7 separate regions of the Mus musculus genome follow, and regions 1, 3, 4, 5, 6 and 7 are each linked to region 2. Evidence: chromatin contacts called from public ChIA-PET, HiChIP or PLAC-seq and promoter capture Hi-C data. All regions are on one chromosome and are shown on one strand. The core of a region is the stretch at or near the end of the contact, and the rest is flanking DNA. Distances in the headings are between cores, read along the strand shown. Region 1 overlaps BC034090 (cDNA sequence BC034090). Region 2 holds the start of Acbd6 (acyl-Coenzyme A binding domain containing 6). Region 3 overlaps Stx6 (syntaxin 6). Region 4 overlaps Xpr1 (xenotropic and polytropic retrovirus receptor 1). Region 5 overlaps Gm9530 (predicted gene 9530). Region 6 overlaps Mr1 (major histocompatibility complex, class I-related). Region 7 overlaps Cep350 (centrosomal protein 350).

Region 1 (3,436 bases), core at 101-2,600, 330 kb after region 2:
CTAGGCCCCAGGGAGGTCCCAGGTGGTCCAGAAAGGCTGAGGCGGAGCTGCCCTGCGGCCTTCAGGCCTGGTCTCACCTGCCCCAGCTTGATGATGGGGTTGTAGGAGGGGAGGGGAGAGAAGCCAGTGGACACATACCTCAGGGGACTCTGTTTCCAGAGGAAGATGCTGTGCCTAAACCTGCCTTGGAACCTAAGAGACCTTGGTCCCAGGGGCAGCTTGGACCTCGGTCAGGAAGTCACTGTGCCCACCCCGAGGACTGCAGATCTCCATGCAGGACAGCTTATGCTGTGCCGTTTTCCAAGACACGTGGGTCCTCAGGATCAGGCCAACCACCAGACCAAGTTCCTGAAAGCCATGAGTCTCTGAAAACTCTCTGCACTTCTCCCCTCCAACGGAGCCATGAAGAGCCCTCTGCACCCCTCCCAGCCTCACAGTCAACATTGACCCTCCCCGAGGAAGTGCCAACCCCTCCTTCTTTGAGGAAATCCCTCTGCCCTATGCCTCCGAGGAAGTCAGTCCAGAAGGGGCATCACTGGCAGGAACACCAGGCAGAGCATATGGATAGCCCCCTGCCTGTGTCCCCTCCAAGAACTGTGGTTCTCACGCGACCCCAACCCCAACCCTGTAGCCCCCAAGTCAAGCATCCACTGCTGGACCTGTTCAACAACAACTCCAGCAGCAGCATCCCTCTAGGGCTGCAGGGGCCCTCAGGAGTGGCTGTCCACAGGAATAGATCTGAAAAGGACCAGTGCTGTCAGGAGCCTGTGCTGCCTCTGGAGAGCAATGGAGATGGTAAGGACTGCTGTCATTTGCTCTCCATCCTAATCACCTTAGGATAAGGCCCATAACTCCCCCTCCCCCCAGCCCCCAGCACCTTGTGGATCCCTCAGAGCAGCAGCAGGCCTGCAGGATGTAGGGGAGCACCAGCTGGGTGCAGGACTTAGCAAGAGCATGGAGCAAGTTAGCCAGTGTTCTGTGCTTGGGGGATGGGGAGCAGGGGCTTGGACCTCGGTGGGGATGGAGCCAGATGGGAACTCTGGGGTGTGTAGGGGAAGCTTCAGTCCACAGCTGCTGGGGCCAGGCTTTGTGGGCATTTGACTCTTGTAAACTATGAGTAATCTACTGTTGTTTAGAAGAGTGACTACCGACAGTCACCTGCCTCTTCCACCTTCTCTCTTCTGTGCTTTGCACTGCCTTGTTCACTGTTGGTCATGCACCCTGTACAAGCTCAGACCTGTCCTGCGCACTGTGGGAAATTACTCAAGCAGGCTCCCTGCCCTTAAGGTTCTCTGTGGTCACACGTGTCTGTGGGGTGCAGTGACCAGCAGGGGGAGCACTACAGCAAGCTGCCGCTCTGATCCCTCCGTGGCCCTGGTTGTCCGACCTGCTAGTAGATTCTAATGGGCAAGGCTGCCAAAGCTCCTTGCCCTAGGGAGGAGGAGTCTCGCCGTGGGCAGATTCTGTGCCCGCTCTGATCCGCACTGCTGTGATCCCAGCGGACAGCAGTGAAGTTGCTGAGGCAAAGCCTCTCCCCCCTAGTTGTTCTGCCTCCACCCATCTCCCGCCCTCCACACCGAGCTCAGCTGTGCCTCCCTCTCCTGTGTGGGCTCCAGGCTGGTGTGAACCTAGCCACGTCCTGCAGACCTTCTGAGATGCAGTGACCTTTCTGGGAACCCTGAGTCTGCACTTCCTTGAGAACTTAGTGAGGATTCTCTTATTAGTGACAGGGCCCCTGGGTAACCGCTTCCTCTCTCTATCCTCATGTTTTCTTATCTAGACGGGGAGGGTTAAGATACAGCCTGTCTCGTGGGAACCACAGGGCAAGTCTATGAAGGGTTCAGTCACCCTTCATATCACCAAGTGCATACAATGGACCCAAGATGGAAGCTATAGTAAAAGCTGTGGCAATTTTAGATTGTTTCCCCAGTTCTCGACTGTGTCCCTTGACACGGAATGGGCATGACCTACCACAAGTAACTAACACTTAACAAATACTTATTAGGTGCCCAGCTGGGTGATGGGGTAACAGTAGTCCACAGTCCTCCATAGCACCCCCACTCTTATCCTCAAAGTTTCCAGTTTAGCAGATGCTCAAGGATGAGCCCCGCCTCCTTCACTGACTGCTTCCTGGGCTTCTACTGCTTCTGCTCCTACGGCTCCCACCTCTCCCCGGCATCTCCTGCTCCTCAGGTCAGGCTGGGAAATGGGCCTTTCCCCCGTGTGACCTGTGGGGACAGTCATGTAGCAGGGGCGGCTCTGTGGCTGTTGCAGGAACACTCCAGGACTCTCTCCAGTCAGTGGATATCGCCACTGTCAACTCTACAGCCATCACCCTCGCCCTTACCTCAGAGGAGCCTGAGCGCAGCCAGGAGTGGGGAGGAGGTTCACAGAGGACAGGATCCAGCTCTGGGGGCCATGTGCCCACTGGGTGAGTGGCAGGAGCAAGCCCTGACGACATAAGGCATGCTGGATGGGGACATACCACCTGGAGCATAGTGTCTCTTAACTTCCTCTTCCAGACCCAGAAGGCCCTAGACCACATCCTGGTGCCCTAAACCACCCTCCCTAATTCTGTGTGTGTGTGTGTGTGTGTGTGTGTGTGTGTGTGTGTGTGTGTGTGTGTGTTGTACATGTGTGCTCATAGGGAAAACCGGGTACACGTGTGTCTGGGGACACATGGCTGTACGTATCTAAGTATATATACAGGCCAGATGTTAACATTGGGGGAATCTTACTTAGTTGCCTCACACCGTGTGTTTGAACCCCCAACCCACATTGTCTCTGCCTCCTGGAACTGGGGTTACAGACGTGCTGCTCTGCGTGGCCTGGCTTGTAAGTGGGCACTGGGGATCTGAACTCAGGTCCTCAGGCTTCTATGCCACTTCTATGCACTTGACCTACTCCAGCCCCACCTTTGCTAATTCTCTTTATCTGACGGACTTCATTGAGGCACGGAGTAATATCCCCACCCTTGAGCCCCAGCTACTAATGATACAGCTGAGGGCCACAGCCCTCAAGGTGCTCCCAGGATGCAAACTGATCCCCTTCCTTGCACCAGCTGAGGCCTAGCCACCTGAGACCTTGCTGGAACCTCCTTGGACCAAGTTCAAAGCCTAGGCAAACCTGGTACTTGTAAGGGCTTTCCCAGCTCCAGACTGTATCCTGTGACTGCACACAGCACTCGGCCTCCTGACGGCCCAGACAGGTCTGGACGGTTGCCACAATGTGAGGACTGTCTGGCCAGTTCCTCCTGGACATCTCTCTCAAGTATCTAGCTGTTCCCTCAATAAAAACACCACGGTTGCTTTCCCCACACCCCCTTCCCAGCAGCTGTGGTGCTGTCCCCACAGCTTAGACCTCGATCTGCCTCCTCCTGCTTTCCCTCCCTTACCCACCGGCAGCCCTCGCCAGCCCCCAGCCCCTCTCTCTACCA
Region 2 (3,447 bases), core at 652-3,151:
GCTTGCTACCAAGCCTGACAACCTTAGCTGAATCCCTAGGACCCACATGGTTAAAGGAGAGAGCCAACTCCTGCAAGTTGTCCTCTGACCTACACTGACACACACAAACTCAATAAAAACATAATTAGAAATACAGGAGGGTTCTCATGACTACCTTAAAAAAAAAAGAGTTCAGGAGAAATATATGTAACTATACCATAAGCATTTTTTTATTCTAATAAAATAAAAGAGACTACTATCCAGAACGTCATTTCTTTCAAAGTTCCAAAGAGCTGGGGTTTTCCTATTTTCCTAATCATCGATTTTCTTTTCACATTTGCATCTAGATTCCTTAACTAATCCTGTAAGCTTCTTAAAGGCAGTGTCATGATGTTCTTTCATCTTTGCATTCTCTATAGACAGAACACCCAGTGTTCTGCTGAACTGTATCTGTCCACTGAAGGAAGGCAATAGTCTTTCCTTCTGGTACCTAACCTTGAAAGATAAATTAGTCTTATGTTTATAACTCAAACCTGTCCTTACTTTATCGGGTAAAATTCAGTTTTAGAGACAAAAACTACACTTTAATTCTGATATATCCATGTAACTTTCTAAACTGCCTACTCCCCTGGGTTTTCTATTTGGAAATGAAAGTGATTCAGGAAGCTGAGTGGAGAGTTAGTTCATCACCAGACCTCCATGTTACCTGCATGGAGCCCTTAATTTTAAAAATGTGGAGGGACTATATCTAGCAGGACCAAATTCAGCCAAAAACATAACAACTATATTTAGAGTTCCTAAGAATCATAATAGTAATATTGTTAGCATCTTATACACAGTAATGTTCTCTTAAATTTCAAACTTATTATTAACATTACCATGTTTCCTATCACATGTCCTTCTGGCAACAGCGAATGCCAAATTTTATTTTATCATCCTCATTTTGTAAAGGTTCAGAGGCAAGGCCACTGAAACATTGTCATTCAGTGCCCGGCTACATAAATATTCGTTGGATATCAGAGAGATTATTCCATGTCCAGAATGATGCTATTCTCCAGGGTAAAAAACAAAAACAACAAACACACACATACAAACTTCATTACGCTCGACCATTAGCCACGCAATCTGCTACTAAGTTTTTGGAGGAAACAGCCCACGTCCTCTCATCCACCCATCTTTTACCTGCTTGAACCTGGCATACAGGTACAGGAGCTGCTCCCGGCTGGCTACCTGAACCAGGCCTTGGACGTGTGCGGCAGCCTTCTCAAACAGCTCGGCCAAACTCCGGGTCCCCTCGGCCTCGGGGGTCTGGAAGGATTCCATATCACCAGAGTCGTCCCCGGAGCTCAGTTCCCCACCGCTGTCGCCTGTGGTGGCCCCCGAGGGTAGGAACGGTGTGGCCATGTTCACTAGCTCGCTGTGGCCGGTCCTCCCCGGTGTGGCGCGGGTTCCCGGGCCTGATCCACCGGTCCGGGTGCGGAGCTCGAGCGGGAGTGGGAACGCAGTGAGCTGTCTGGCGGTCTCAGGTGATTCTGCCACTCCGCCTACCCGGGCGCACAGGACCGCCCCGTCCTCCCCCGGTTTCCCCTCGGGCTTCGCCCGGGTCGCTCCAACGGTGCGGGGTCTGGAGGCCGCTCGGCTGGAAGATGAGGGGAAGCCGGCGGCGCGGCGCGTGCGGCTGGGACGGGAGCTGGGAGGTGAAGCGGGGCGCGAGCTCGGCGGGTCGGACGCGCACCCGGGCACGCGCCGGTGGATACGGGGCCCCGCCTGCTCCGCTAGCGTGGGTTGCGGCGGCCGCGGTGCGGGATGGAGATACGGGCCTCGGTGACAGACAGGGGACGTCGCTCGTGGTTTTGGGGGGGACTTCGGAGTCACAAACTCCGGAACTCACCCGGATAGGGCCCCCAGGGGAAAGGGAAGGAGGCGGTCCATTAGTGTAGCTGCTAGAGTAGAGTCGCGGGAAACAGAGAGCTGAGGACAAAGGTTCCGCCGTTTCCTAACCACCCACTCTGACTTAAAATAGCGAGTCACCAACAGATGGAAACCTTCCTTCACTGCCCCACCGTGTGTCTAAATGGTTAGATGACTCTCTCCCATCAGTGTTTTGTTTTCCAAACTTGCTGCCCCCTCATTTCCCAGCGCTTTGAGAGAAGGCATCACCAGGCCCCCAAACCTGCATCATCTCATCTCAGTTGTGCCTCACCAGGCCCCCAAACCTGCATCGTCTCATCTCAGTTGTGCCTGTGCTTCTTGAAGTGAAACCCAGTTCTATAGCTCTGCCGGAAAGGAACAGATCTTTCCACGTCCAGCACACTGTCAAAAAGAAAAAGTGTATGCATACACAAAGTTCATTACGTCTACACGCAGACCGTGTACATTTGCTATCAGTTTTTACGAAAAGCACGTTTTGGTACTCTCTCCTGCAGGAATTTGAGAACCCCAATGTGGAATGTCGCTTGAAGAAACTGCTCTCAGTTTTTGGGGTGTCTCACATCAACTGTGTGTGTGTGTGTGTGTGTGTGTGTGTGTGTGTGTGTGTGTGTGTGTGTGTGTGTGTTGTTACTAGTAGTACTAGTAGTGGTGCTAGTAGTAGTAGTAGCTTTCACCAACCCAAAAGCTAAGAATGTCGTCAACTATCTTCTTGGGCCTGTAGGAAAGTTTTCCCCGTCTCAGTGTTACTGCTTCTCTGTGTACCCGCCAATGTATTTTTAGTTTGCTTTGATTTATGACTTTCTTTGTTCTGTAAAACTATGAAACTGTTTCCACATTGGAACTTGGAATTTGGGGTAACCTAAATTTGTAGTCACTCGAAGTGACTCCAGAATAAACTATTATTTATCTTTAAGATGAGTGTGGTGATTTGAGTAAGAGTGGCCCCAATAGGCTCATATACTCGAACGCGTGGTTATCGGGAAGTGGTACTACTTGTGAAAGATTAGGAGATAGGGCCTTGTTGGAGGAAGTGTGTCAATGAGCTTTCAAAAGCTCAACCCAAACCCAGTGGCTCACTCTTCCTGCTCCCTGTAGATCTGAGATGTACACCTCTCAGCTGCCTCTCCAGCACCACGTCTGCCTTCGTGCTGCCATACTTCCACCATGATGAAAATGGACTAACCCGCTGAAACTGTAAGCCAGCCCCAATTAAATGCTTTCTTTAATAAGAGTTGTGGTCATGATGTCTCTTCACAGCAATAGAAACCCTAACTAAGATAATGAGGGATGTGATTTTGGTATCAGCAGTGGCTAGTATGTTCTAAATATGGTAGAGACACACACTCATGTGTAGTCATTTATCACTAGTAGCTTAAAACTAATAAAAACACTAATAAACATAAGGCTAATAACAAAGAACTACAAAGAATGGTTATTGATTGACCATTTAGGATTAAACTTTCAACAGAACTTTGAACAGGATAAGTGAACAATGAGAAACAGGAAGAAGTTAAATGGCTTGGGTCTGACTTTCAC
Region 3 (3,185 bases), core at 454-2,953, 350 kb after region 2:
CCCACCCCAGGGCTCAGGAAAGCGCAGATGGAGCAGGGGCAGGGCCCAGATATCTGCTCAGCTAACAGTGATGACGGTGGTCTTATTTCTCAAAGCCCCTGAGAGCCAAGTGGCCTTTCAGAAGAAAATTCATAGCCATAAGAAGACAGACTGTAAAATACACTTCCTCATAAAGCTCTGGCCGCAGTGGGCAAACCAGGTCCATGAAACGTTCATGTGAGGCCCCAGCGGGGGGCAGGCACTGCCTGAGCAGCCAATGTGCACTGCTAGGGGAAGAGCATGTCTGGATTAAGGTCACGTCAGAAGAAAAATAGCACCAACGTGTTAGCTGATGGCAGGGACACACGCACACACATACACACACACACACACACTCTCTCACGTTCTCTTCTTTCTCACCCTGCCCTGACAGCTGACTTGGCAGAAGCTATAACATATGGAGGATTTCCAAATGCAGCCAGTCAGCAGCCACCTGAACAGGCACCGTTCAGAGCTTCAGTGTTTGTCCGCAGGCAAACACGCCATGCCGAGGAATCAAGTTAGCATCACTCTGAGTTCTGTCACCAAGGCCAGCTTCAAGTGCCTTGACTTGTCCTAAAAGGGCTCCCGATGGCTAAGTCCTGCCTGCAGTGGCTATTCATCCTCTGCAATGGACAGCCCCTGGGTCAGAGCCCTGCTGCTCAGGCCATAGGAGCTGTTCCACTCCAAACTCACGCTTTTCTGGAATCAAAACCAGACAGTAAAGCTGCCCAGAGCGCATTAGTAAGAAACAGGTGACAGTGGCTCCCACGTTTATACACAGCAGACCAATCTCATCCTTTCTTTAAAAACTGTACATTTATATAGTGATTTATTTGCACGTGTGCCCACAATCCAGCACACGTGGAGGAGAGGACAACTCGTGGGTGTGGTTCTCTTCCTCCACCAGGTGGGTTCTGGGGCTCACAATCGGGTCAACTGGTTTGGCAGCAGGCTTTCCCATCCCCCATTGTTCACTCTTAAAGAGAAAGGCCATTTTCAGGGTAAGATCTTTTTGAAGGTTGGCAGTTGAGTAAGGGCATTTAAGACAGACCCCCTCCTATCTTACTAGGCCCCTCCCAGCTGTGAGGGTCCAGGGAGGATCCTGTGGCCGAGTCTTCAGTGGCCGAGTAAAGCCCCTTGTTGGAGAGTCTTCTCTTCAGGAATTGACTGGGGCGCACAGTGAGGGGCTGATACATTTGCGAACTCCAATTTTACGTTCTCTCTACTCTCGATGGACAAAATACACCTTAAAAAGATAAACAGAAGCCCATCGTTTCTACCAATTTGGGAGGGAGGCAATGCAGTCAGAGGGAGGGGGAGGAAGCGACAGCTGCTGTGCTCCACGTTCTATAACTTGCCTTCCAGATAGTCCATCTCTGTTTTGGTTACAAATTCACTTTGTGGCACAAGGTGAAGCCAAGCCACACCAAGTCCACAGAGGTGAACTCAGTCCATCCCTCCCTCGAGCTCTGGGCCTGCAGGTGCCATGAATGCCCCCCTGGTCTCACTCTGTGGGCAGAGAAATCACCCAAAGAAAACCCTTGGCTCCACTGCCTTTACTTACAGAAGGTAAAACACTTAACAGAGACAGATTTCTGTTGGAATCAGACTGGATTTCTCTTCACAGCCCTTACCCGCACGAGGTGAGAAGGCATGGAAGTTGCCAAGCTGTTGGCTACCAGACCCATCAGTCTGTTTAACTCTGGCTAAAAGCAGAGAATAATGGGCAAGTTGCCAAGTTTCCCTGTTTCAGCTCTAGCGTGAATTCTGAAATTGAGGAAAACACAACATGCGTGCTCAGGCATACATGACAATTCCATTTGCCAGGACTGTGAAGTCCAGGGCAGGCATCGCATTGTGATGTCCCAGCCCAAACAAAGACAAGATTAAAACAGAGGGCTGAGAACTAAAGGTATTTTGGGATCCGTGCTCTGGCAGGCGCTCTCAGTGGACTGTCCTCCGTCCCATCCTCAGTCGATGGGAAAAGCGTTCTTCCCGTAAGCACTCTAAGCTCTTTTGTTAGCCAGCATATATATCCCACCAGTTCTTTAATGTGATGGCTCCAAAACCAAGAGCAGCAGGCAGAGTGGGCTGGGGAGCACATCTGTAAGAGACACACACTCCTAGGCAGTGTGGGCCATCCCTGTGTTCCCTTCCCTAGTCTAGGACATATGGCAGAAGGATACCTTCAGCTCTCTGGGTCACTGCGGAAGAAAGGTCTGTCCTTGTTCTCTTTGCCCTGGCTCTGCAGTGACTGGCCTGGACTAAGCCGGCCGCCGCAGGACTGAGGTGCAGGCGGGAGCACCTGCGCGAGCAGCTCCTTTCTTGCTGACACGCCACGCTCAGTCCCAGCCTGTGTCAGGTCTACAACACTGTTAGGCCAATACCTTCAATCAGTGAGGTTGCCATACGCACTCAAAATAGATCCTACAAAATTAAAGCCAGAGTCACAAGTCTTCGTCCCTGACCATGCGGGAACCTTACTAAAGAAGTACTCTCTGAATGCGTCTGACCGACTCTCCTCTGCTAGCGGAGAACATGGCTTTAAGTGCGGCGATTTCAATTCTTAGACTGTTCACGGCTTTGTAATGTGGAGTGTGGGTTTCAGTACTCAGACAAGGCCCACATTGATTTTTAACAAAAGGCTTCTATATTTTAATGCAAATCTGAGGCCTGCCCATGGTCTATGTTCACAGAAGACTATTCAAAACTTTAAAATTTCGTGAAACAAAAATAACACAGAACCCTATATTGAAGCCCTTTGTACTATTCACATTTTCTCTTCATCTGAAAAGAACTAACATCACTGTATCTAACACCAGAGCTTCACGCAGACACGGTGCCGACCCCCTTTTGGTCTTACTAATCTTTTAGCTTTTACCAACAGGTAGATTTCCTTACCTATCATGATCCTAAACAAGATAAAATACCCTTCTTTTAAAAATTGTTACAAATATTTATTTAAAAGTGCAATTTGAAAGTTAGCTGGGCAAGCACATCATTGGGAATAATAAAACAAAACAAAAAGGGGACCCAAAAGTCAAAATCCCAAGGAATATGAATAACCCAGGATTTGTTTTTTGAAAGTTGGCATGCTAAGGAATGCACAGAGAGGCAGAGCAAGAGAGGTCAAAGGTCAGGCTGTCCAGGTGCTGCTCTTCCAG
Region 4 (3,365 bases), core at 39-2,538, 280 kb after region 2:
CATGACATGTGTGTGCAGATAACCTTCGAGTTCGTTTAGAAATCCTATCATTTGTGTAACCTTGTCTTTAATTCCTGTTAGCACTCTTCTGTACACTGGGATGTGTATAGTTCAAAGAGAGATTAAGAAGAATCAATTTGCTGGGCAGTGGAGGCACACGCCTTTAATCCCAGCTCTTGGAAGGCAAAGGCAGACAGATTTCTGAGTTCAAGGCCAGAGTTCAATCTGGTCTACAGAGTGAGTCCAGGACAGCCAGGACTACACAGAGAAACCCTGTCTCAAAAAATCAAAAAAAAAAAATTTTAAAGAATCAATTCATTATTTGTGAAATTTACCCAGCATCATCACAGAAAGACTTGAGCAAGCTGAAGCTACCTTATGAAGTCCATAACTAGGATTCTTACCTGCCACTGACTTTGTGTCCCAAAGCTAACAGTAAACATAAAGCATATGGTGACTGCACTCGGTGTTGAGAGAATAGAGAGAGAGACAGCAGAGTAGGTTACGATGAAAAACGTAAGTTGGACATTTTTCTGAAGGTAAGGGAGTGCTTGGACAAGGTAAAGACTGTGCCTGTGGAAATGGAGAGTAGGAAGGAAACACATGTGCTCAGACAGTAGTGAGAAAATGTAATTGGATGGGCTCATCTGAACTGACCCACACCTGTAAGCCCAGCATTTTGACAGTGGAAGCAGGAGGATCATAGCTACACAGCAAGCCCAGGCCAGCCTGGTTTACACTAGATCCTATCTCAAAAACAAACAAATAGCCAAAGACTAAAAACTGCAGGCTTCATCTTGTAGGGAAAGAAAAAGAACAAAACAAAACATGTTCTTCCAAAGAGGAGTGACAGGAAAGGAGACTGTGTCACTGCACAGTGCAGTAGGAAAGGGAAATCGGGACAGTAAAGGCCTGGATCGGGTTGTAAAGTCGGGTACAGGAGCATAGAGGAGATGAGCAGAAGGGGCTACAGTCCGGTGAGTACAGAAGCCCAGGCCTACCAAAGCTTTAGCTAGAGAGTGGGAATTTTCTGGAAAGAAAGTAGAGAAGGAAAAAGCAGAAAAGAGGAGAGTGAGTCTTAGGGCAGAGGAAAGTAGCAGAAGTCACAGTGGGAAATGAGCGGGAAGAGCACTGACTCAGCTGCACTCTGTCCAGGGAGGCACGGCAACCTGGGGTGCAGGAGCGCTGTGGGTAAGAGGGTGCTGAGGAGGTGGCTAGCCTCAAGGCCTGGAGAAAAGGCTGACAGACCAGAGCTCCTCACCGTGAAGGTCTCATAGCTACCAGCAGAGGGCAGTCTAAACATGGTTTCTGATCAAGAGGGAGGCTCTTGGTGCTAGTCTGTTCATTTCAGGGGTTTACAGGGAAACGCTGGGAAACTAGATGGCAGCCAGAGGAAGGCAGTTAGAAGAACAGGCTTAAGGTACAAAGAGTGCAGGGAATCTAAGGTGAGACCTGAGTCTCAGCTCTGACGTCATAGATTCATACAGCCTTAGCACAGCCTTAGCCTCCTGAATGTCAGCCTCCCCATCTGTCAAGTGGGAGTAACAGATCTCCTGTCAGAAACACTGCCTTCACTGTTGAGGCTAACGAGTGTCGGGTTACCCAGTCCCATTTTTATTCGGTACAAGAATCTCTGCACAGCCTCCTAAATCAGCAGCGCTAACAGTTTGACCGAGGCTCCTGGCTATCACTGTACCAGTGCTCAAACTCAGATCCTTGTTTCCGGGTACTGCTCCGTCTTTAATTCAGCCTACTGCTGTTCCTACCTCTCCACTTGCAGTACATAGCTCCTGGGTAGTGTGCGTGCTTGCTAGTGGGAAGAGTGGACCCAGCAGCACTGCATGGGACTGATCATACATGTTCATTTCCTCTGATCACGCTAGATCCAAGGCTCGCGACACTAAGGTATTGATAGAAGACACAGATGACGAAGCTAACACTTGAATTCGCTGAAGTCTAGAGTAACATCCTTGGTTTTCTACTCTACAATCCTTTCCTCGACCAACGCAACCTCCAGCACCTTTTTCCAGCTGAGAACAGGAGAAAACAGAACACGTTCCCGGGCTCTTCAGATCGGGTCCTATGGACTCCGAGCAAGCTCACTGTGTTTCTTTTCTTTTCTTCTGGTTTAATCTTCATTTTCTATTTTTAAAACAAATACTTCATTTTGCCAATCAGAAGATGTTTTAAGGAACAAACACCTACTATCTTACGGATTGTTTACAATCACAAGGATACAGAAGCCCATCAGGATGAAGAGAAGCTTTGGAAGGAACGTCTGATGCACAGCCCAGAGAGCTCAGCTTCGCCGGCCGGTTTTGACTGTCTGAAACCGGACACCGGTTTTTAAATTTTCTGTCAGTTTCTATGGAGAGTTTTTCCCTTCCTTCATAGCCAGTGCAGAGACACTGGCAGCACTTGCAGGGAAAGTGCAGCTTGGAGCAGCACCTCCTCCACAAAGCTACTTTTAATTCGATGTGACTTTTCTCATCTGGGGAGGGCTTCGGGTGGGTGGGGAATATGCTGTATTCGTTACATACAGTTTCTCATTATTTATGAAACTTAACCATAAATGAATGCTACTCCTGTGAAGGGAGGCAGGAGGAACTAAGGCTCACTGGCACTGCGGAGGGTCAACCCCACACACCTCTTTCAGGAAACAACTAGTTGATTTTTTTCCCCTCATTTGTTTTAACTTTAAACCAAAGTTTTATTGCTAAATTTTAAGTTGCTGCTCTAGAGTCCCAAGCATCACTGTCATGACCAGGCAGGCATCCCCCTTGCATCCCAGTGGTGGAAATCCAGAGAAAAGGCTCTGACTGTTGTTTCTCTAGGAACAGGTGCAGGATACAGTCACCCAAATACCAGTCACAAAAATGACGGTTTGCCACGTGCTTCTGCATGTAGAATTGTAATCTTTACCAGTGGAAAGACAGGCCTGTTTCAGGCCCCTCACACTTTATTAGACATTTCCCCTTCTGGTCTCACCTTCTTCAGCCAGAATTTGATCAAATTAAAAGTCTTTTGTGGGGACTGTATTTCTGAGCATCTAGAACAAATCCTTTATATTCATCGACACAAAAGATCTTGGTGGCTATTTTTAAACCCAGCTGTATTAAAAGGTGATGTTGAATTTTACGACACCCCTACCATGGCCTGCTTTTAAATTCGGGGCTTCTAAACCTGGTTGTACTTTTTAAATTATATTTCTTAGAAAATTCAGGATATAAATACCTACTTTATTCTCTATCTCACCCCCTTTCTTCATAAATTCTCTAGAGAAGCCTAAAAACATACAGCGCTTGACTGTCTTGAAAATGGTTGGTTTCATATCTGGTACTCATCAGCTTGTCACTGGGAATCTA
Region 5 (3,444 bases), core at 616-3,115, 480 kb after region 2:
CCTCCACTTGAGAGATGCCTGGCTCATCCCATGAGACCTCCCTCCCTCCCTCCCTCCCTCCCTCCCTCCCTCCCTCCCTCCCTCCCTCCCTCCCTCTCTCCCTTCTTTCTTTCTTTCTTTCTTTCTTTCTTTCTTTCTTTCTTTCTTTCTTTCTTTCTTTCTTTCTTTCTTTCTTTCTTTCTTTCTTTCTTTCTTTCTTTCTTTCTTTCTTTCTTCAGGGGTTCTCTGTGTAGCCCTGGCTGTTCTGGAACTTGCTCTGTAGACAAGGCTGGCCTAAAACTCAGAGATCTGCCTGCCTCTGCCTCCCAAGTGCTGGAGAGAGAATTTCTCTGTGTAGCCCTAGATGTCTTGGAACACTCTCTGTAGACCAGGCTGGCCTGGAACTCAGAGATCTGCCTGCCTCTGTCTCCCCAGTGGCGTAAGGCTTTTTCAAAGAGCTCATGTTTCTCAGAGGTCCTTTCCTGATACCCTCTACTGCCCAGTCTGGAGGAAGGTGTTCCTTCTGAGTCCTCCGGAGGAGTGTGTGCAGGCCCTGGTCACAGCTGCTTCTTTCTTTGATTGCATTGTGGTGCATCTTCGTCCTTAGTCTCTCCAGCAGGGAACCACTTTCTTCTGGGCCTCCTCAGTGTCTAGCTGAGAGCCTGATGTGGAACTGGTGATTTGTTTAGCTGCTAATTGTCCATGTCCCCTTGTCCCAGTAGAGTGTAAGCTCCCTGTGACCAAGAACTTGTTTTTCTCATTTCCTCTTAAACCTGGTATTTATCACAGCCTGAAACAAATATCTGTTGAGTGAATACATAGAAGTCACGGGCTATGATTCACTTTTTATTTCCCCTGGAGTGCCCTACTGACCTCATGTGAGGTCCTCCGCATACCGAATGGTTTAGTGGGATGTATGTCCAGTGCTCAGCCTTACGCAACACGTTTGGTCTTCTCTGCTGGGTTCTTTTCCAGTCTGTGCTGCTGTGCCCTGTTCCATGGAGGACACCTAGCTCTGGGCATGAACCGTGAAACACAAAGGAGTGAGACCTCATGAGCCTGACCTGGGGCTAGAGCACAAGACACGGATACATGCTAATCCCCCTTTTGTATCATTTTGATATACGACTCATTTTTTTTTCTCAAATGGGGTTAGAGAGATGGTTCAGCAGTTAACAGCTCTCGATGGGCAGTTATGGAGACCAAAGTTTACATCCCAGCATCCATGGTACCCCACAGATGATGTAACTTCAGTGCTAGGTATTTGTTTGACAAACCTGGCCTCTGTAGGTACACACACCTGTTTCTCTCTCTCTCTCTCTCTCTCTCTCTCTCTCTCTCTCTCTCTCTCTCTCTCTCTCACACACACACACACACACATACACACACACACACACACACACACACACACACCCTCTATCAAGTAAATGTAAGAAGCATGCTTTCTTGGTATCACACCCTCAAAGGTGTTCCTTGCCTGGGAGCTTTTGTTCCATGCTCTGGGAAGAAACTTGGGGGAAACGGCTTAAAATAACCAGTTTCCACCGGCTCTCTCACTCTTTCTAACTTTGGGTCAAACTCTGACTTCTCTGCTTCTCTTTTCTCAGCTGGGAAGTGCTTGTTTCCTGCGCACTGCTCTGTGGGGTTTGGTTATGTTCAGCTCCTGCTGCATCGGCTGCAGGCCACTCACTAAAGGTGTCTTTCTTCTCTTCCTCAGTGGTTTTGTAAAATGGCCTGGCCTCCTGGCTGGAGAGACCTGGTGAGCAATGTTGTTGAACATGGGCTTCTCTCTGGTGGGAAAACCAGACCAGGAGCGAAGGGTGACTAGGCCAGATGACTCAGGATTTGGCAACTGGAGCATTCTTTGGAGCATTCTGTAAACATTGGTCAATAGAGTCTTGCAACATGCCCCGCAGGTGGGAGGCGGGAAGAAACAAGGGTGTGGAGGATGTGGAGGCAGGGAGGAGGCCAAACGTGTTGCTCACAGAGGACAAGGGTGACGGGCTGAGACGTTTGCTCCTTCGCCACACTGGCAGGAGGTACCCTCTCCAGCAGGCTGCAGTGGTGATCAGTTCTCATGGTCCTGGTCTCTTTCTGCCCTCTCCTCTTTCCCACCAACCTCACAGAATCCCGCTCCCCTCCCCCCTCTGAGAGTAATTCCAGTGTTCTTTAAGCTCCCTTCCCAAACTTTATACCCCAAAGCCACAGAAAATCAAAGTCCAATATCTGGGCTTATTATAGGGGCTGGAACAAGGACTTGGGCAGCAGAGGCTTTGCCCAGCCCTCTCTCGGTTAAGTGAATATATACCTCTTCAGCCCGCAGCTGTGCTTTCTGCCCATAGGTTCCTGGGAAGCTCGTTGGGAAATACTCAGGAAGGTGGGTGAGCTTTCCTGGCTATTAGTTATTGCATCTTGAAGTCCTAAGGCTTCTGTATCCTACCCACCATGGTTCAACATTGAGCGGGGATCCCAGGGCATTCCCTCTTTCCTCAGCAGCCTGTATCACTCCAAGGCGATCACAAAAAAGGGGAGATTGGGGCCAAGGGGCATGGCTCTCCTGTCTTCTCCATAGAGGTGGGCCTCTCCTCCCAGAGATGCCTTCTTCCACTTCAAAGGGATTGGTTCCTGTCCTCCTGGGAATACCTAACTGGGCTGGGCCCTCTGCAGAAAGAAAAGAGAGGTCAACATGAATGGACAGCCCGGCTGAGCGTATATCCGCTCTTCCTCCTCCCTTACTCTGCCTTCTGCCTTCTTTTTTGGTGGAAGCTAGAGGCAGGAGACCTCAGGCCTTCTCCCACGTGGCCAGTGAGTCACTAGTCACACTCCTGCCTTTAGGGGCCTTGTGGTCAGGTGCCTCCGAGACCCTTTGTTCTGCTCATGGCTTACGCTGATGGCCCCAGGGGCCTCACTTCCTCAGTCCCTAGGCAACTGCTGGCTATGGAGGCACTAGCTCTAGTGCAGTGAGCCAACTAGATGTGGACTTTCTCTCCAGGGGAGTCTCTGAAGGGGGAGGGGAGAAATGGGGGAGAAGGAGGATGACATCAGGGAGGAGATGGGCCATGAGAGCCAAAAGCCTAGTCGCCAGGGATGTCCTCTGTAGTTCCAGTCATTTCCAGATGAGCACACTGGTAGTCACACATGAGTATTCCGCTTGCAAGTCATCACAGGTGCTGGGCTCACTTAGTCCAACTCCATCCCATTCCTTCTCCCCCTTTCCAGTTCTTTCCCCCTCTCCATATTTCATCCTGCGACCCTCAGTGAGGATGAACTGTGTCCTTTACCCCATGGTGGTTCTCAGAGTGTGGCACCTGAGCCAATCGCATCTGCATTAGCAGGGTACTTGAAATGCAAATCCACAGGCTCAGCTCCGACCTAGGGAATCTGACACACTCAGCAAACAGCACAGCCACCCTCAAAGGGACTCAAAGGCTTCAAGCACTGCTTCGGTACCATGTCTGTTAGAGG
Region 6 (3,186 bases), core at 401-2,900, 420 kb after region 2:
CATTTGTCAGTTTTAGACTTGCCGTTAAGAGCCAGTCTCTTGACAGTTGTTAGGAGAAGGGACTAATGGCTTCTGCTGCGTGCAGAACCATCGACATCACTGCATGCTTTGAGGAGTGTCCCAAGGTTCTTTTACCTAAAATACAACCATTTACTTCTCTCCTCATTCCCACAATCCCCGGGATCTCAAAGAGTAGTTATCAGAAATCACAATCATTTTTACCGTACTAAGACACTGAGCTGCTTGAAGAGGGTAACAATAAACTGTTCTTTATTGAAATGGCTACCCAATCAGAACCTCCTACCAACCTGAGGAAGATCTGCTTGGGCTCTAGGGACTGGAAGATCAAAGACTGAAACATGTCTGACACAAGGGGGCAGGAGAGAGCACTTTAATCCAGGCTCTGGAAGAGTCTCTCAAGCAGAGTTGAGTAGTCATAGGTAGAGAAGCTCCCGATGTGAGAGTTCAGCTTTTGATTTCTGGTTCCTTCACTGTGGCTTTTAAGGTTGTGCTTAATTTAGTTAATTTTGAGTAATGTACTTAATCTCTCTGCACCTTCCATCTGTGGAATGGGAATGATGGGACCTACCTTGATGGATGTTATTGTGAAGGCTGGGGATGTAGCCCGATAGATAAGAGTTCTTGTCTAGCTTGTACAAAGTCCTGGGATCAATCCCTCGTGCCACCTGAACCAGATTTGGTGATTTGTGAGGCAGGAGAATCAGAAGGTCAAGGTCATGGTTGACTACATAGACAGTTTGAGGCCAGCCTGACATGAGACCATGTTTTGTTTTGTTTAATTATTGTGAGGAATGAATGAAGCCAATGTTGCTCAAGGGTTTGTATAGCACTGGCCACATGGTCCCTGCACAAAAAATAAATACACGTAAATAGTGATGATGGAGGTACCTGCTGCCCTTTAGGCCTCACTGAAGGTGTAACTGGTCTGGCTTGATCTCCTTGGAGGATTTCTCAGGAACACTCCTACTCCTACGTGAGCAGGGTTGCTGTCTTGCCTACACCCCATAGGTGCCTTTTTTGTTTGTTTGTTTTTGTTTTTGTTTTTGTTTTTGTTTTTTGTTTTGTTTTGTTTTGGTTTTTCAAGACAGGATTTCTCTGTGTAGCCCTGGCTGTCCTGGAGCTCACTTTGTAGACCAGGAAGGCCTCAAACCCAGAAATCCACCTGCCTCTGCCTCCCAAGTTAAAGGCGTGGGCCACCACCGGCGGACTCGGTGCCTCTTTTGTGACACTTGTATTTGTTCTGTTATATAAAAATCCCCAGTTATACTGTAAATTTCTGGAGGGAAGAAGTGGTACCTGATTCATTTTCCTCTTCAGATGTTGCATCATAGCTTGTCCATGGTAGATATTCAATAAAAACAAGTCCGGGGTTTTATATTCCAGTAATTTTCCTTAGATGTTTGTCAAAAGTGGCCCAACTGCTATTGTACCAAGTTAAAGAGACAAGGCTCGGGGTGGGCGTGGGGCTGGGGGTGGGATGAGCCAGCACTCTGGTGTGAGAGATGCTTGTTGAGTTGAATGAACTCCCCAGAAGGCCTAGGAGATTTGAGTAAACAGTAAGTGATCCTTGAAGAGCAGTGTGACTGGCCCAGCTAGACAAAGCCAAATGCTAAGCTCATAGATGTCAGCTCCACAAGTGAGTCATGTTGGTGACTCATGGAAAGGGGCCAACCCAACCTGACTTCATAATCGTTGGAGCAAGAGGGGGAGCGGAGCAAATGGTTTCGAAATCACAGTCTGTGTAGAACAATTTTAGTCCTTCCAAATGATTCGACCTTAGTAGTTATATTAAATCTTCAAATATCTGGGCAACACATTCTGGTAAGATACGAATTGCCACAAGGTCTGGCATGCTATGAAGGGGAGTGTAACAAGGACTTTTCTTCATCTTCCCTGGTCTGAATTACCGACTTCATATCTGTCAGCCGACATCCCTGGATCATGAAGTGCCATTTTAGAAGCCTGGCTAAGGGCCAGGCACAACTTATACCTGTAGAGGCACCAGATGGGTCCCACAGAGAATGAAGAGAAGGCTGTGGTGTCCTTGGCCAGCATGCACGCCCTCTCTCCCCTTGGCCTGCTCAGCTCTTGACCCTGAGATCTTCTCCAAGATGTCACCCTCTCTATAGAACCTTTCCTAAGAGCCCACATTGACATGATAGCCCATATACGCTACTTCTAAAACCACCTTCTTTTACCTATACTATGTCCTGAACTTCTTGCACTATCTAGGAGTTCATTTCAGTTTACCTTGACCCTTACTGATGATCACAATCCTCATATTGATATTTCAATGGACGAAAAAGTAGAAAAATAGTAAGAAAGTAGCTACCAGGAGTGGTTGGGTATAGCAAGAAAAAGCATGGTGCTTTTGAAAGTATTTTCTGCAGGAGGCCTGAGCCTTAACGGCTGTTCTGACTCTGTTTAATCTGGGAAGAAGGGTGTATACCCCAGTATATGTAGCTGGAAGATGGTAGAAAGATGGCCCTCAATTATCAACCCAGAGGCCTTATTAGTAAAACAAGGGGTTGGACTGTCAGGGTTTTCTTTCCCTCAGAGGCTCTGGGGGCTTCTTGAGGCACATCTCCACGCCTGCCCCATCCCCACCCCCACCCACCCAGTGAATAGTTTTGGTTCTTCCCCCAAGACCAGAACATCACACTGTAAGTTACTTACAAGTGGAGGTTACCTATAAAGTTTCTTCTTCAGTCACACAGCTGAAGTCTTTCCAGATCGTAATTACTAGGATTCTATAGTTGTGTTGGATAAAATAGTGGCTAGAACACTGGTGAGGGGAATGCCAGGGAATGCGGTTATTACATTCTGTCATCTGTGACTCTCAACGCCTTCCTTCCTTGTCTCCTCCTCAGGGACCCACTCGCTGAGATATTTTCGTCTAGCTGTTTCCGATCCTGGTCCCGTCGTCCCTGAATTTATCTCTGTTGGGTATGTGGACTCACACCCTATCACTACATACGACAGTGTCACTCGACAGAAGGAGCCGAAAGCTCCATGGATGGCAGAGAACCTGGCACCTGATCACTGGGAGAGGTACACTCAGCTGCTAAGGGGCTGGCAGCAGACATTCAAGGCGGAGCTGAGGCACCTACAGAGGCACTACAACCACTCAGGTGTGACTGTAGCAGAGATGAGCACTCTCCCTCA
Region 7 (3,133 bases), core at 560-3,059, 290 kb before region 2:
CTGTTAGGGTCAGGAATGATGGATGTGGCTGCCCAGCCACTCACTCGGTCCACACTGGGGTCTTTTTAATGAAGCTCTGCCTCATAACCAAGAACCTAAGAATGCCCTCTTCCTAACTTTGCCCCTCCCCTACACCCGCGCCCTCCTGTCTGTCTGCATTGATTCCTCTAAACGATCTTTGCATCTGCAGTAATACCTTTTAGTATAGCACTGTCAGTACCTGGTAGTAAACCACCATGGAGGCTTCAGATTGACATCTGAGTCCAAACAATTTGTGCTATCCAGGGCAGTTAACTCTGGGTTAAACTAGTACAGGGTATCGATTCCCTCTTCAGGTCTAAACAGGAATTTTTACTCTAGGGAAAAGTGGAAAGAGCTCAAAAGTAGTTTATAAGGAAGGTGACTTCCTTCTGTGACTACAGGTCTCTGAGAAATTGTCTTTCAAAAGAGATTGCATTGCTCATAAGAGTGTTGTGGCCTATTGATAAAAACAATTTTGTTCACTTTCTTGTCTTGAAAAAAAAGTGGCCTTAGCTTTTTGCAATACTTGAATAAAGTGTGTACTTGCAAAAGAATTTCTGTAGCACAGCATTAGAGACTCATAACTTTTCTGCAAGAAATTCAAACTTACATCTTCCTTTTACTACCTTAAGAATACTAGTGAATAAAACATTAATTCAAAGAGCAAGTGATAGAAACTACAATGCCGTTTAATGCAAATTGTAGGAATTTACATGTTTACAAATCATCTTAAACTGGTTGTGCAGCAATTCAATAAAATCTTTGTATTATAAAAATGTGAAGAAAGTGTAAACCGGTGTAAAGGAAGCACCGTTGTTGTAACTAAGCTGTGGAAAAGCTTTTCCTTCTGGACTTTGCAACGCCTTCTTGGTTACACATTGCAAAGCATTCTCTAGGGGGCTCAGCCTCCTCGTGTGTACTGTACTGTGCAGACATGAAAAATAAACCCGTTTACTGTGTGTGTGTAAATAGCCTGATCATCAGGCCATCTTCAGCCAATAGTCACCCCCTGCAGCCCTTAGACGTCTGCACAGAAGCCCTAGGGTGTGGTTTGTAAGTACGCTCTGTAAAATAACTGGGATGAAGTCCCATGTATACCCATGTACATAGATTTGTTAACTAAAATGTACTTTAAGATGAAATCTGTAAATAAATTGATTTATAAATTAATTCCATGTCCGGTGTAAATTTTTCTACTCATGAGCCAAGTTTAGAGTTCTTCTGAAATTGAATTGTTTCTGATTTCTTGTTTTAGCTCAGGCACTCGTTCTTAGAGTAAGGGAGCTGGTGTGTAAGGTCTTAGAGTAAGGAGCTGGTGTGTAAGGTCTGTGGACCCTGCACACAGGTCCCAGCACAGGAAGCTAAGCATCCTGGTCTCTTGACAGCCCGTCCATTCCTCAGGTAATCAGCGAGTCACCTGTTCTTAGCAGTGCTTAGTGCTGGGAGACAGCAGAGGTGTGGAGCGTAAAGTCTAATGAAGGAGCATCATCAAAAAACAGTTTTTTTGAAAACCAGTGCCTGTTAAGCTGTCAAAGGCTGTAAAAGACGCATGCTCGGGGAGGGAGTGTGTTAAAATGGTGGGGCTGAGTCAGGAGAGGATTTCCCGGTAAATCTTAACTTGATCTCACTGTGTGGTCAAGCTGACCTCAGACTTTGAATACATACAACCCTCTTATTTGAGCTTCCTCTTTAGATAGGATTCAAACCTGCCAGGGTATCTGGCTCTTATGTTTTTCTTGGACATTGATGGGCTTCCTCCAACTCATGGGAAATGCCATTTCTCCCACATGACTCGTCTTACTCAACCTTGCAAAATAGCACATAAAGTTACACATAATGAAGTGGGCCGCTGTGAAGGGTGTAATTTATGTCTGGAAATAAGAGCTTGGGGGGAATGGAGCCAGATACAGAGAGAATCAAAGAATCCCCACAGTGAATTATGTGGCACCATGCGGAAGGGCCCACCATCCTCTCTGACATTCAGCTGTCCTGACGGCTAAGTCTGCTGTATCTTTAGCCCCTTGCCTCACTAAGGAATCCTCAGAAAACCATAGGCCCCAATGGTACCAGATAACAGTCAACTCACTAAAAATAACAACAAAGTCTGCATACCTACTATGTGCCAGATAATGTGCCTGGTGACAAGAACATGCTGGCTGGGGTTTGGGGCGGGGTGGGGAAGGGCGAGGCTGAGCTGCTATAACTTTGAATTGGGACATGGAGCATTGTCAGTGAACAGCCAAGAATGGTGAAGCGGCCACAGAAAGAAACTCCAGAAGAGTTCAGAAATCACATGCTAGGTGCTCAGAAAAGTGGGCAAGGTAGAGAGATTAAATTTCTTTTCACAGGTGGCTGGGCTGTGTGGCTAAGATCAGTAGGCAGATAAGAGCCTGCCAGTGTATGATTCAAGGTCACCCAAAATAAACAGGATACGCCAAGCTTAAGTGACACTGTTCTCTTACAGCCAGAGGAGAAGCCGAGTTCTAGATCCAGCCCCTGCAATTTCTCAGCCACCCCAACTCCATGACCAGCAGATCTATAATGCAGCTAGCTCTGATGAGACCAGCTGCCAGCATCCTGCCCCGGCTGCCCTAGGAAGACTTTCTCTTCATCTCTCCCCATTACTGTGAAAGACGAAGATCTGGGGGCATGCCAAGAGTCAGACACCAGAGCCTGAGCGGAAGTGTACCACTGAGTCTAAAGCAGGGAGCCAATCCCCTAGCACAGGCTGTAGAAAGAGGCATTTGGGTCCAAGGCCTGTTCTCAGCATAATTCCCACAGGTAGGGGGACTGCTTGTGACTAAAGCCTAGCCCTCATTGAAAGAGCGCACAGCATAGCACAGTACAGCATAGCACAGCACAGCACAGCACATACCACAAAATAATAAGCTCCAAACGTGGAGGATAGGGCTTGCTTAGCCTCCTCTCTCTGGATGATGCAGCTTGGAGCCAGGGCCTCCCTCTCATTTTGAGACCACCTATCAGGAAAACCAGATCAGGAAGATGAGACCCTCCCTAGAGAGTGACATTCATTTAACTAAGGCATGTGTCTGGAATAAGCCAGGGTTCTTGTTCTTGTTGGTTGGTTTGGTTTTCGAGGCAGGGTTTCTCA

Evidence for each region. Promoter capture Hi-C pulls out the DNA fragments that hold promoters and counts their contacts. ChIA-PET counts read pairs in DNA pulled down with a chosen protein or histone mark. HiChIP or PLAC-seq counts read pairs in DNA pulled down with a chosen protein or histone mark.
Region 1: an RNA polymerase II ChIA-PET map of memory CD8 T cells shows a contact between it and region 2, with 37 read pairs. The contact joins the enhancer-like site here to the promoter of Acbd6 in region 2. A contact is called at or near these places in 7 of 39 promoter capture datasets (the C10 cell line, the HPC-7 cell line, liver and 2 more), 2 of 15 datasets of contacts at CTCF or cohesin (large pre-B cells and pro-B cells), 3 of 484 Hi-C or Micro-C datasets (CD4 T cells, cortical neurons and palatal mesenchyme), 17 of 115 datasets of contacts at active chromatin or transcription factors (the 230-238 cell line, bone marrow-derived macrophages, differentiating embryonic stem cells and 10 more) and 2 of 9 other capture datasets (adipose tissue and liver).
Region 3: a contact with region 2 is called in a promoter capture Hi-C map of liver, with 2.5 times the contacts expected there. The contact joins the enhancer-like site here to the promoter of Acbd6 in region 2. A contact is called at or near these places in 7 of 39 promoter capture datasets (the 3T3-L1 cell line, the C10 cell line, the HPC-7 cell line and 4 more), 7 of 115 datasets of contacts at active chromatin or transcription factors (bone marrow-derived macrophages, embryonic basal ganglia, embryonic limb bud and 4 more) and 3 of 9 other capture datasets (adipose tissue, liver and pancreatic islet).
Region 4: a contact with region 2 is called in a promoter capture Hi-C map of hippocampal neurons, with 7 times the contacts expected there. The contact joins the enhancer-like site here to the promoter of Acbd6 in region 2. A contact is called at or near these places in 27 of 39 promoter capture datasets (the 3T3-L1 cell line, 3T3-L1-derived adipocytes, the C10 cell line and 17 more), 3 of 15 datasets of contacts at CTCF or cohesin (CD8 T cells, the NIH/3T3 cell line and large pre-B cells), 10 of 484 Hi-C or Micro-C datasets (the CH12 cell line, the HL-1 cell line, bone marrow-derived macrophages and 6 more), 32 of 115 datasets of contacts at active chromatin or transcription factors (the 230-238 cell line, the SCID.adh cell line, T-cell acute lymphoblastic leukemia and 22 more) and 4 of 9 other capture datasets (adipose tissue, liver, macrophages and 1 more).
Region 5: a FOXA1 HiChIP or PLAC-seq map of pancreatic cancer cells shows a contact between it and region 2. The contact joins the enhancer-like site here to the promoter of Acbd6 in region 2. A contact is called at or near these places in 3 of 39 promoter capture datasets (the 3T3-L1 cell line, hematopoietic stem and progenitor cells and hippocampal neurons), 8 of 115 datasets of contacts at active chromatin or transcription factors (embryonic brain, embryonic forebrain, embryonic midbrain and 4 more) and 1 of 9 other capture datasets (liver).
Region 6: an HNF4G HiChIP or PLAC-seq map of pancreatic cancer cells shows a contact between it and region 2. The contact joins the enhancer-like site here to the promoter of Acbd6 in region 2. A contact is called at or near these places in 12 of 39 promoter capture datasets (the 3T3-L1 cell line, the C10 cell line, the HPC-7 cell line and 6 more), 4 of 115 datasets of contacts at active chromatin or transcription factors (memory CD8 T cells, pancreatic cancer cells, pro-B cells and 1 more) and 1 of 9 other capture datasets (adipose tissue).
Region 7: a contact with region 2 is called in a promoter capture Hi-C map of liver, with 2.4 times the contacts expected there. The contact joins the enhancer-like site here to the promoter of Acbd6 in region 2. A contact is called at or near these places in 10 of 39 promoter capture datasets (the 3T3-L1 cell line, the HPC-7 cell line, HPC-7-derived erythroid cells and 6 more), 4 of 115 datasets of contacts at active chromatin or transcription factors (the SCID.adh cell line, embryonic basal ganglia, embryonic forebrain and 1 more) and 3 of 9 other capture datasets (adipose tissue, liver and pancreatic islet).

Annotation. Positions count from the first base shown.
Region 1 is chr1:155,222,270-155,225,705 of GRCm38.p6, reverse strand. BC034090 (cDNA sequence BC034090) reads left to right here. Exons shown (of 10, transcript NM_001370865.1): 5 at 1-795; 6 at 2,275-2,431. Among named protein-coding and RNA genes, the nearest start is that of Gm31102, 19 kb to the left of the region's middle. Within about 2 kb of position 1,350, at least 166 of the 459 cell types and tissues checked have an H3K27ac peak or open chromatin away from gene starts, as enhancers often do. A contact at or near this core is called in the 230-238 cell line, the HPC-7 cell line, bone marrow-derived macrophages and 6 more, where this site is marked.
Region 2 is chr1:155,556,574-155,560,020 of GRCm38.p6, reverse strand. It overlaps Acbd6 (acyl-Coenzyme A binding domain containing 6), which reads right to left and starts at 1,901. Exons shown (of 8, transcript NM_028250.3): 1 at 1,162-1,901. The coding sequence starts at 1,383.
Region 3 is chr1:155,203,294-155,206,478 of GRCm38.p6, reverse strand. Stx6 (syntaxin 6) reads right to left here. Exons shown (of 8, transcript NM_021433.3): 8 at 2,962-3,185. Among named protein-coding and RNA genes, the nearest start is that of Gm31102, 38 kb to the left of the region's middle. Within about 2 kb of position 1,703, at least 31 of the 459 cell types and tissues checked have an H3K27ac peak or open chromatin away from gene starts, as enhancers often do. A contact at or near this core is called in liver and pancreatic islet, where this site is marked.
Region 4 is chr1:155,279,589-155,282,953 of GRCm38.p6, reverse strand. Xpr1 (xenotropic and polytropic retrovirus receptor 1) reads left to right here. Exons shown (of 15, transcript NM_011273.2): 15 at 1,884-3,365. The coding sequence ends at 1,944. Among named protein-coding and RNA genes, the nearest start is that of BC034090, 37 kb to the right of the region's middle. Within about 2 kb of position 1,288, at least 54 of the 459 cell types and tissues checked have an H3K27ac peak or open chromatin away from gene starts, as enhancers often do. A contact at or near this core is called in cerebral cortex, cortical neurons, epiblast stem cells and 5 more, where this site is marked.
Region 5 is chr1:155,073,497-155,076,940 of GRCm38.p6, reverse strand. The region is part of intron 3 of Gm9530 (predicted gene 9530); the gene reads left to right. Among named protein-coding and RNA genes, the nearest start is that of Gm9530, 8.0 kb to the left of the region's middle. Within about 2 kb of position 1,865, at least 139 of the 459 cell types and tissues checked have an H3K27ac peak or open chromatin away from gene starts, as enhancers often do. A contact at or near this core is called in hematopoietic stem and progenitor cells, liver and pancreatic cancer cells, where this site is marked.
Region 6 is chr1:155,137,480-155,140,665 of GRCm38.p6, reverse strand. Mr1 (major histocompatibility complex, class I-related) reads left to right here. Exons shown (of 6, transcript NM_008209.5): 2 at 2,892-3,152. Among named protein-coding and RNA genes, the nearest start is that of Mr1, 7.7 kb to the left of the region's middle. Within about 2 kb of position 1,650, at least 90 of the 459 cell types and tissues checked have an H3K27ac peak or open chromatin away from gene starts, as enhancers often do. A contact at or near this core is called in adipose tissue and pancreatic cancer cells, where this site is marked.
Region 7 is chr1:155,843,022-155,846,154 of GRCm38.p6, reverse strand. Cep350 (centrosomal protein 350) reads left to right here. Exons shown (of 38, transcript NM_001039184.1): 38 at 1-1,191. Among named protein-coding and RNA genes, the nearest start is that of Gm51652, 22 kb to the left of the region's middle. Within about 2 kb of position 1,809, at least 45 of the 459 cell types and tissues checked have an H3K27ac peak or open chromatin away from gene starts, as enhancers often do. A contact at or near this core is called in the SCID.adh cell line, adipose tissue and liver, where this site is marked.